Linked DNA regions of Oryctolagus cuniculus: region 2 is linked to region 1. The links are chromatin contacts, called in public Micro-C maps. All regions are on one chromosome and are shown on one strand. Each heading gives the region's core, a stretch centred on a gene start, on an enhancer-like site or on the middle of the called end of the contact. The rest is flanking DNA. Distances are from core to core; before and after follow the strand shown. Region 1 holds the start of ZBTB33 (zinc finger and BTB domain containing 33). Region 2 holds the start of LAMP2 (lysosomal associated membrane protein 2).

Region 1 (4,599 bases), core at 1,521-4,020:
AAGCCACTTAGAGGCTGACTCAGTGAGACAAAACAAGACTAGTTTGTAATTTTGTCAAAGAACAGATAAATACATGATCACCGTGACACCCAAAAAACATCAAACTCCCGCTCTCTTAGCCAAGATGGGTGACTGCCACTTTGCCAATTACAGCTTTATTCTCACCCTAGTCTGCTCTCCCTATGGGTTAAGATTGAGCTGGACAATCATGCAATTGGCCCTGCTTTCTGATAACAAGTGGGTTGGAGTTCATTCATGCTTTCTTAAATCCCCCTTCAAAATACTCAAATACCATAATAAGATCTTTCTAACATCCTGTTACTGAGACACATCAGTTCGCTATGTTGATATAGGTTTTTGTCTTTGGATTTATATCTGAAAGGGAGAGGGAGAGAGAGAGAGAGAGAGAGAGGGAGAGAGAGAGAGAGAAAGAGAGAGAAAGAGAGAGAGAGAGAGAGAGAATACCTTCCATCTTCTGGTTCACTCCAAATGTCTGCAACAGCCAGGTCTGGGTGAAGTGGAAGCCAGGAACCAGGAACTCCATCCTGGTCTCCCACACAGGTGGCAGGGGCTCAAGTACTTGGGTCATATTCTGCTGCTTTTCCCAGGCCATTAGCAGGGAGCTGGATTAGAAGTGGAGCAGCGGGGACTTGAAATGGTGCCCACATGGGATGCTGGCGTCATAGGTGGCAGCTTTACCTACTATGCCACAACACCAGCCCCATAGATTCTTTAAAATCTGTTAGTTGGGGGGCAGGTGTTTGGCCTAGTAGTTCAGGCACTTTGTGGGAAGCCTGCATCCCATATAAGTGCTCAGGTTCTAGTTCCAGCTTCCTGCTAATGTACACCCCAGGAGGAAGCAGGTGATGTTATGGTTCAAGTAACCAGGCCCCTGCTACTCACATGGGAGACCTAGGTTGAGTTCCCATCTCCCAGCTTTGGACCAGCCCTGCCTTAGCAGTTGTGGTTATTTGAGATGTTAATCAGGGATGCCCATCTGATGACATCCATATAATTTGTTTCACTCTGGAATATACTGAGACATTTTCAGCAAGATTTTTGAAGGCAAGAAGCATAAGAATTTCAAGTGACATAAATAGGCACAAATTCAAGTTTTTGGAAACTAAAGCAATATTGTTGCAAGACAATGAAAAATTTCCACATAAACAGGGACAGTAAGTGCATTGAGATTTTTTTTTTTTTTAGTGCATTGAGATTTATTAAAAGGTCCTGCCATAGCAGTCAGGAGGGGAACTCCAAGGGAGGAGTTGCCCATAGAACCTGCAAGTGCTGGCTCTTTTATAAACAAATAGATTCTCTGATTGGTCTCTTTCTGAGGAGTACAACTTAACCATTCAAGAGGCCAGAATAGATCAATCAACAGGTAAGGATTAGCAACTATGTCTTAGCCTGCTTTTTCACTCACCCCTCCAGCAATTCCAGGTGAGACTCCAAATATGCTGCAGGAGTTATGGAGTCAGTGTTACAGGAGCAATGGCAGGAGCAGTCTACAACTCCTAGTCACTTAGGTCTTCATCTTGTCTTGAGATATATGGCAAGTTCTTCTTGCTGGATTCTTCTGGGGGTAGCACAGCACTTTGTGTTGGGCAGCACAGCTCTCTCCTCTCTGCCAGGTTGGTGGACTTCTGCCACCTTTTGAGCTGCTGCTTCTCTTCTGTGCTGAGTTAGTGAGTGACATTCTCTCTCCCTGGCAGCCAGGGAGGTCTGTCATGGAGGGCTGCCTGCTCAACATTGCCATTGCCTAACTTGGACTTTTATGTGTTTCTAAAGCAGGAAGTTCTTCCTGATTGATCAATTTATGTGCTAATGAGGCATGCTACACGAATAAGAGAACTGACATTGGAGTAACCTTTTTTGCATGGAAGTGTGCATAGTTCTCAGTCTGGTCTGTGAAGCCACTCAAGTTTTCATTGTAAATGTTTCCCCTGTCTCCCATGTCCCCCTCCCTCAGGGCTCCAAGAAAATTGCACTGTGTTTTTTCTTTGATCTTTTTCTTTCCTTTCTGGGGGCCCCTGCAATCCCCAATATTATACATATTTTTAGGAAGAAAATGAAGTTAGTGAATGGCTTTAATAGTTGCAGATGAAAATTACTATTTGCCTCTTTATTTGGGTATGATCTATAAAGAACCTAAAGAGAAATATTCTGCCCTCCACTCACTTATCCTGTTGCTTGATTCAACATGGTACTGAGCTACAGTGTATTGCCAAGTTTTTTAAAATTCTGCAACTCACAACTTCTGGTTAAAGTCCTGGCTGCTCCACTTCCGACCCAGCTCCCTGCTGGTGAACCTGGGAATGCAGCAGCAGATGGCCCAAGTCATTAGTCCTCTGCCACCATGTGGAAGACTCAAGTGGAGTTCCTAGTGAACTCCTAGCTACCCCCTGCCCCTCACCTCCCCACACCCCTGCAGCTATCTGGGGAGTGAACCAGCGGATGGAAGATCTGTTTGCCTCTTCCCTCTCCTCTATGTAATGCTTCCCTTCAAATAAATAAGTACATCTTTGAAAATAGTAAAATTAAGATGATTTATCATATAATAGGCTAATAAAGCATATTCAAAGTTGCAGTTATAGTCTCTAAAATTTGTTATTCCCTAGAAGTATATACTGAATTTAAAGGAAACTGACTTGCTTCCTTTCCACCCCAACAGTTCTGACTGAATTACCCGATCTTTCCCTTTGCTTTTTCCCACCCTTTCGCTCTCCGGAAATAGCCGAACACTTCTAGAGCTTCCCAGTCTCTCTCCGCCCCCTTACGGAAAAAGCCGAGGCAGAGTAGGGCGCCTAGGGTTCCGGCCCTTCCGGACAGCCACGGACTGCACTCGGAAGAGGAGGGGCCATTGGGATTTAAGGCCTTCACCCTATCGCTGTGCCCTCTGTCGGCGGCGTGGGGCAGCTGTAGCAGCGGTGGCGGCAGGAGGCGGCAGCTGCGCGGACGTCGTCCAAGACTGGAGCGACGTTTAAAGGAGTAGGATCGCCGGGGAGTCCGGCTTCTTCTTGTTGGAGGCCTCCCACACTTCCGTGGCCGGAGGAGGAGAAGCGGCGGCGCCGGCGCCGGGAAGCAGGTAAGGACGCGGCCTCGATCCGGGGAGGGGGCGAGGGAGTGCGCTTGCCTCCTCTGTTCCTGGGCCGCGCCTGCGTTTGCGGTCGCCTTACTTGAACCAGGAAGCGACAGAGTCGGAGCCTCTGCTCCTCCGGTTCTTTGTTTGTGCGGGCTCGGAAATGAAGAAGGGGACGAACCGAGAGCGCCGCGGCGCCCTCCGATTCGTCGACAGGGGCCAAGGGGCTGTTTATGTCCCGGGTAGGCCCTGGGGCTGTGGGGAGCCCAACACCAAGACCTTCTGGGCTTTCCCCTCGTTCCTGTGCTTTCCTTTTTGGGCCCCTTTTTCTCTGCCTAGCCCCTACTTTGATTCGTAGCTTTTCTGCCAGGCCCACCTTCCCCTTTCGGCTCTTTCTCGGGGCATAACAATGCCGCCTGCTTCGCTTCATCCTGCAACCCCCCAACGCCGCACCCTGCTATTCGCCACTTTGTACTTTCCTTGGCACCCCTTATTCCTCCCGCCGTTTCAATCTGCCATTTGGATTTGCAAGACGCTAGCTTTTCACGTGCATTGGCTTTAAAAACCTCGGTTGCAGCCGGCAGGGTACAAATGGAGAGGACGGGGGTGGAACGAGAGAGATGGAGGGGAGGGAGGTGTTCAGCTGCTGCAGGGAACCGCGTGTCGGTTTGTTTCACTTCCTCGCGGCTGGCTTTTTTATCTCTTTTCCACCTTCACCAGCCCCTCCGAACCAGCCCTTGGTCAAGGATTTGTCTCAAGGAGTGGCTTTCCATAGGTCGCAAATTTTCAGGAAGGTGTGGGTTGCTAAGAGGAACTGGTGCTGTCCCTGGGCCCACCCTGACAAGGAGGAGGGGAACACGTAAACAAGATGAAACCAAGTCCTGGTGTCACCTGGACGCATACGTTTGACGCATTCCCACACTGGAAAAGCCCATTTGCAAATAGAAAAAATTGTGGATCAGCATTCAGAAAACCAGTCTCTACACTTAAAAGTGACTTCTGGCGAAACCCCGTATTTCGGGAGGCCTGATTGTTGGCACGCTGTCCAAAGGTCGCCCTTTCTGATGAATGCCTTTTTCATAACCTGAAATTTCTTGGTACTTTTAACAGGCAACACCTCCTAACAGATGATGTTTTAAATGCTTGATTTTTAGACTTTTTCTTGCTTTTAGTTCTTAAGCTCTAATTTTAAGAAATTTAAAAGGCATTTGATGCATTCTGTCTCCTATGTGTATCCAACTTAAGCACTGTGACAGTTCAAGTCTTTTGGTAACTTTAGAGAGAAATCATATTTACAAGAAATATTTATTTACTGATGGTGCTTATCAGCTAATTATTAGTATACTATATATACATATATGTATTTTTAATATGTGTGAGTGTTGGTTTTTTGATTCTGGCATTGTTATGGGGAATATCTTATGTGAAGTACAAAAAAAAATTGTATTTGGGGGGTGGGGCACCGCAATGTGATTTACTGACACCTCTGACTTTCTAGAATAATGTCTGCTCTATTG
Region 2 (4,972 bases), core at 1,762-4,261, 250 kb after region 1:
ATTCAAATAAGTATCAGCATAACTTAATCTCTGTGAAAAAGATCACCATGTAGACTTTAAGAATTATTTCTTATATTTGCTATAAAGCAACCACTTTTTAAAGGGTAACAGTGGAGCTGGGATGGTTATAAAGAGAAACTGGCACAGCTACAGCCCTAATGTTAGTGAAACCATAAATTCAGGATAGTTCTTCCTTTACTAGTAGCCTCTACAACACGCAGGCACAGTACTAGGTACATGGTACATACCTTACAAATATTTACTGAGTTTTCAAAAATCTATACTTGGTATCTATTTTTATAAAGAAAGGTTATATGCAAAGCCCACCAAGCAACTACAAACCTGCTAAATTCTTAGGAAAAAAAACCACATGGGAAGACTTAGTTCACACTGCACCTAGAACTGTTCAAAGAAGCAGCTATATAGAAAGGTTGTTCTAATTGCATCCCGGAACCTGTTAAATATCAGATTTAGGTATATTATTAATTTTTACTCCTCCAAATTCTGTTCTAAACTTGGAGACTGGGGGCATAAATCTTGGAAATCTTTCAGGAGGTGAATTTGGTTAGCCCCAATTAATAAACGGCAAACTAGCAGATGAACTGATGCGTTCTTTCCTGAGCTTCTTTTTTATCTATTTATTTCTGCAATGAGCAAACACTGATTTCATTTTAAAAAAAAGCTTTCATTAAAAAACAAAAAAATGGCATAAAAGGCAACAAGTAGGGCAACTATTATTTTTTCACTTTCTCTAAACAATAACTGTGTTGTATTTGTGCAGATTCAATTGGCAAAGAACTCCTGATTAACAGATGCCTTGGTCAGATGTGTTCCAGTCACTGATAAGGTGCTTTCTATTGTAAACAAGACTGTCTTAGGGTCAGTCAGCCATCAGCAAATGCTTCACAGTACAGTTAAGACTTTGAATTAAGTATTTAAGCAAAGCCTCATGGCCCCCTTTCAGAAGTGCTGTACAAGGGTTTTCTACACTCCAAGGACAGCTGGATAGATCAGGGACTTGCAAACATTTTGGTGTCAGGATCCCTTTATTCTATTATCCACAGAGGACCTCACACAGCTTTGGCTTATCTGAGTTGTATCTATCAGTATTTACCATATCAGAAATTAAGATTAAGAAATTAACAAAACACATGAACACCAGAGGCATCAGAGTGGTGATGTCATCGCACACTATTTAGCCTCCAGAAAACTCCACTGTACACTGGTGAGAGGACAAGAAAAGGACAAATATCTTAGTAGTATTCTGAAAAGTTCTGAATTGGCAAACCCCTGAAAAGGCCCTTGCAAATCACTGGACTAGATAACTCAGGCATTATTAGCATTTGAGGCAGTTAATTCTTTGTTGAGAGGGGCTAGCATGTGCTTGGTAGGAATGTTGACTAGCATCCTGGGCCTCTACTCACTACATGCCACTATCACCCAGCTGTGACAACCAAATATGTTTCCAGATATTCCCAAATGTCCTCTTCTTGAGAACGCACTGTTCTATGATGTTCATTTTATTCTACTAAAATGCGAATGACAATATGCATATTTCTACTGCCTTCTCAGGTCCCAAATATGTCTGTGTCCTCCCCTCTCTGGTCTGTTTCTTCTGCTCTTTTATTAAGTCACAAAGAGCAAGAGCCTGTGGGTAGCAATAAGCACAGGATGAATCAGGTCAGGAAGAGACACAATGGTCAAAGTTCATCTTTATACATTAAAGCCGTCAGGAACCCGCAGCCTACCCTGGCAGAGCACAATCAGCTACACTTCCATTTTGGGACCCGGTAAGAACTCACTAATTGCGAACTTACCCACCTTCCCCTTCTAAAAACGAGGTAACAGGCCAGTTGTGCCATAAGGAAGAAGAAAACCAGTCCCCCAAATCTCACATCTGGAAGGCCCTCCCACCTAAAACATTCGGGATTTTTTTTTTTTTTTTTGGCTGCGGGTGTGGGTGTCAGGGTCTGGCTGGGAGAAAGTAGCAAAATCGATAAACACCGACATCCTTAACCCCTCCACAATGGATATTCATTCCTCACCAAAGTCCCCATTGGTTTCCAAAGGTTGTGTCTTGAAAATTGCCTCAGCCAGTTTAGGTTCCTTCACTCTGAAAACTTCGACTGCCAAACTCAAATTCAGCATCATTCCTCACCTCTTGAATCACCCTTTCTCCATAAATTTCCACTTACAAACCCCACAACCCTGTCCCTGCCCCTAAGGCTCTCCTATCTGCTCCCAGCCCCCATTCTTCCCCCAAGTTATTCCATACAGGCAGTCTCTTTCCCTACCAATTTTCCTTCTCACTCCATAGTTTTTCCATCAACTTCCAAACTCTTGCCTGATCCAGGGAAATCGGGACTCTCCTAATTACCTCTGCCGCCCCCAAAATCTTCTTTAGGGTCTTCCCCAAGTCACTCTTTATGCGACCTCTGCTACGCTTCACGCTTCCTGCTGACTCCCTCGGCGTCCACCCTTCCCCGCCCCCGCCCCGTACTTGCCCCTTCTTACTCTCCCCGTGGCTTCTTCCCTGCCATCTCTTGATCAGGCCTTCTCTAGGTCACTGCTCACTTCCGCGGGACAACAACCCCAGCCCAGTGTCAGCTGCGGAGCCTCTCAACCGCCTTCTCCCGGACCAGTCTTTCAGGTTGTGGCCTTTGAACCAGCGCCCCGGGCCCAGGCTGAACACTAATCAGGAGGGCCCAACAACTCACCCAGTCCCAGGCAGAGCAGAACGAGTCCCGAGCACTGAACCAAGAAAATACAGGAGCGCACCATGATTTCAGAGGGCAGGAGGCGGCAGCAGCGGCAACAGAAAGGAAGAGACTCGCTACAGCTGCGGCAAGAGCACCACCGACCACTGACCACAGCGCAGCAAAAGCCAGGAGTCGCCGCCGCTTCAGCGCGAGTCATAAGACCAGGGGCGGGGTTCTTTCTTGTTTTCAGCCAATCCCCGCGCTTGAAAAAAGCGAAAGGGATAGTGATGTAGGGGCCGGTGGGCGGGGCGACCACGCCCTGGCTTTTTGGTTCACAACCATTTCTACGCTACTAAGAGAGATGCGTGGACGGCATTTTCTCAGGCTAAGGAAAGAGAGTGAACTTTTGAGGGCTGCAGACAGTAGATTATTTCTGTTCTGACTCCTTGAAGAAGAAAATAACTGCTGTCAAAAAACTGTTCCTACATATCTCAACATAACATATAAAAATAATAAATTATTCTCGAAACGCTGTTGTTACCAATGCAATTCACGCTATTAGATAGGACCAGAGAGCTAGAGGGTGATCAGATAGCTTGGGGGTAATGTGAAATCACTGACCATCAGAGCAGGACATGGTCTTGAAGTTCGCCTAGTTACAACAACACCCTGTTTCTCAGATTGGGACACTGAGCTCAAAAACAGGAAGTATCTTTACTAAATACAGGAAGAAAAAAATGAGAAAAATAAAACAAGGATAAAGATGAAAACATAACTATCATCCAGGTTCCCACTGTGCGAAGAGAACCACTGTTAACATTATAGTAGGGGCCTTCAAAAAGCTCATGGAAAATGCACAGGTTCAGGTTTGCCAAGGTGCAGCATGCCACTCCACCACCTGACCATAGCTGGTTCTCCTCTCCACTGCTCCGTTTCCAATGAAACTCCCTGCTACTGTGCCAGGGAAGGCAGAGGAAAATGATTTGAGTGCTTGGGCCTCTGCCATTCATGTGGGAGACCCAGATGAACTCTTAACTCCTGGCTTCAGTCTAGCCCACCCCAGCTGTTGTGGGCACTTAGAGAGTGAACCAGCAAATGGAAGACTTCTCTCTCTGTGTCATTCTGCCTTTCAAATAAATAAAATGAATTTTTTTAAAAAGTGCACATGATCTTTTAATTCAAGCTCCCCCTTCATTCATATGTGTGTGTGCATTCTTTATATATTTGTTTCTAAATTACACATACACAAGCACACACACACACACACACACATATCCTTTCAGATGTCTTTCCTATGCTTATACAAATATACTTTAATGAGTTCATACTAAACTGGTACTTGACAGATGAACAGACAAAACCTAAAATATTCAATAGATAGAAGCACTCAAACCCCACAAAAATCCCGAGTTGGAATGAAGCATTGATTGTCAAATATCAATTTCCAAAGAATCATCTGGGGATTTTAAAAACATATTCCTGAAACTCATTCTCCAAAAATTCTGAAAGGGTAAATCTGTGGCAATCCCACAAATCTGTTATTTTTGTAAACAAATATTCCAAGTGATTCTGGTGCTGGAGTCCATGGATCAAACTTTGAGAAACACTAACATAGAACTTCAGAATCATTTAGTGCAGGATATCTTAATCTTTTATGAATGACCTTTGAGGGTGGAGAAAGTGTTATGAATCCTCAGTAATTACATGAAATATTTATATATGTGTATTTTCCTGGGGAAGTTTATAGTTTTCACTAGTTATGAAATGGAACCTCTGAGTCCCCACTCTACTCCCCTTGCCAACTCAAATATTAAGAACCACTGGTCTGTCCTCACTATCATTTGCTTTAATCTGATTAATTCCTGAAAGTGAGAACACGTGTTGATGAATGTCTTCTATAATAGGTGAAACAAGTCATGAGTGATGTACCCAACACAGGATTAATATACACTACAGTATTAGTCACTGCAATAGTAAAATGTAATTTGACTGCCCCACCATCAAGAATAGGCAGGAGATGTATCCTGGGTATAGTGGTTTTCAGAGAAACCACGATTGAGTTGAAGCCTCAGAAAATTGTCTCACCAATCCTTACTGAAAGACTGTGACCCTTCTCCCTAAACTATAAATTGCATATGTTTAATGTTCAGCAGAACCCTACATCCTAGAAGAGATAAAAGAGGTCAGTAGGAAAAAAAAAAAAAAAACATTGAATTGTCAGAGGAGTAAGGTGTGAGACTTTGATGTTTGTCAAGTCACTTCATCTCAGTTTC

What was found. Hi-C and Micro-C count contacts between places; a contact is called where the count stands out from the background.
Region 2: a contact with region 1 is called in a Micro-C map of ear pinna, with 6 times the contacts expected there. The contact joins the promoter of LAMP2 here to the promoter of ZBTB33 in region 1. A contact is called at or near these places in 2 of 6 Hi-C or Micro-C datasets (ear pinna and an unstated tissue).

The regions. Positions count from the first base shown.
Region 1 is chrX:97,955,080-97,959,678 of mOryCun1.1, forward strand. It overlaps ZBTB33 (zinc finger and BTB domain containing 33), which reads left to right and starts at 2,771. Exons shown (of 2, transcript XM_002720400.5): 1 at 2,771-3,088.
Region 2 is chrX:98,202,929-98,207,900 of mOryCun1.1, forward strand. It overlaps LAMP2 (lysosomal associated membrane protein 2), which reads right to left and starts at 3,012. Exons shown (of 9, transcript XM_008273154.4): 1 at 2,718-3,012. The coding sequence starts at 2,916.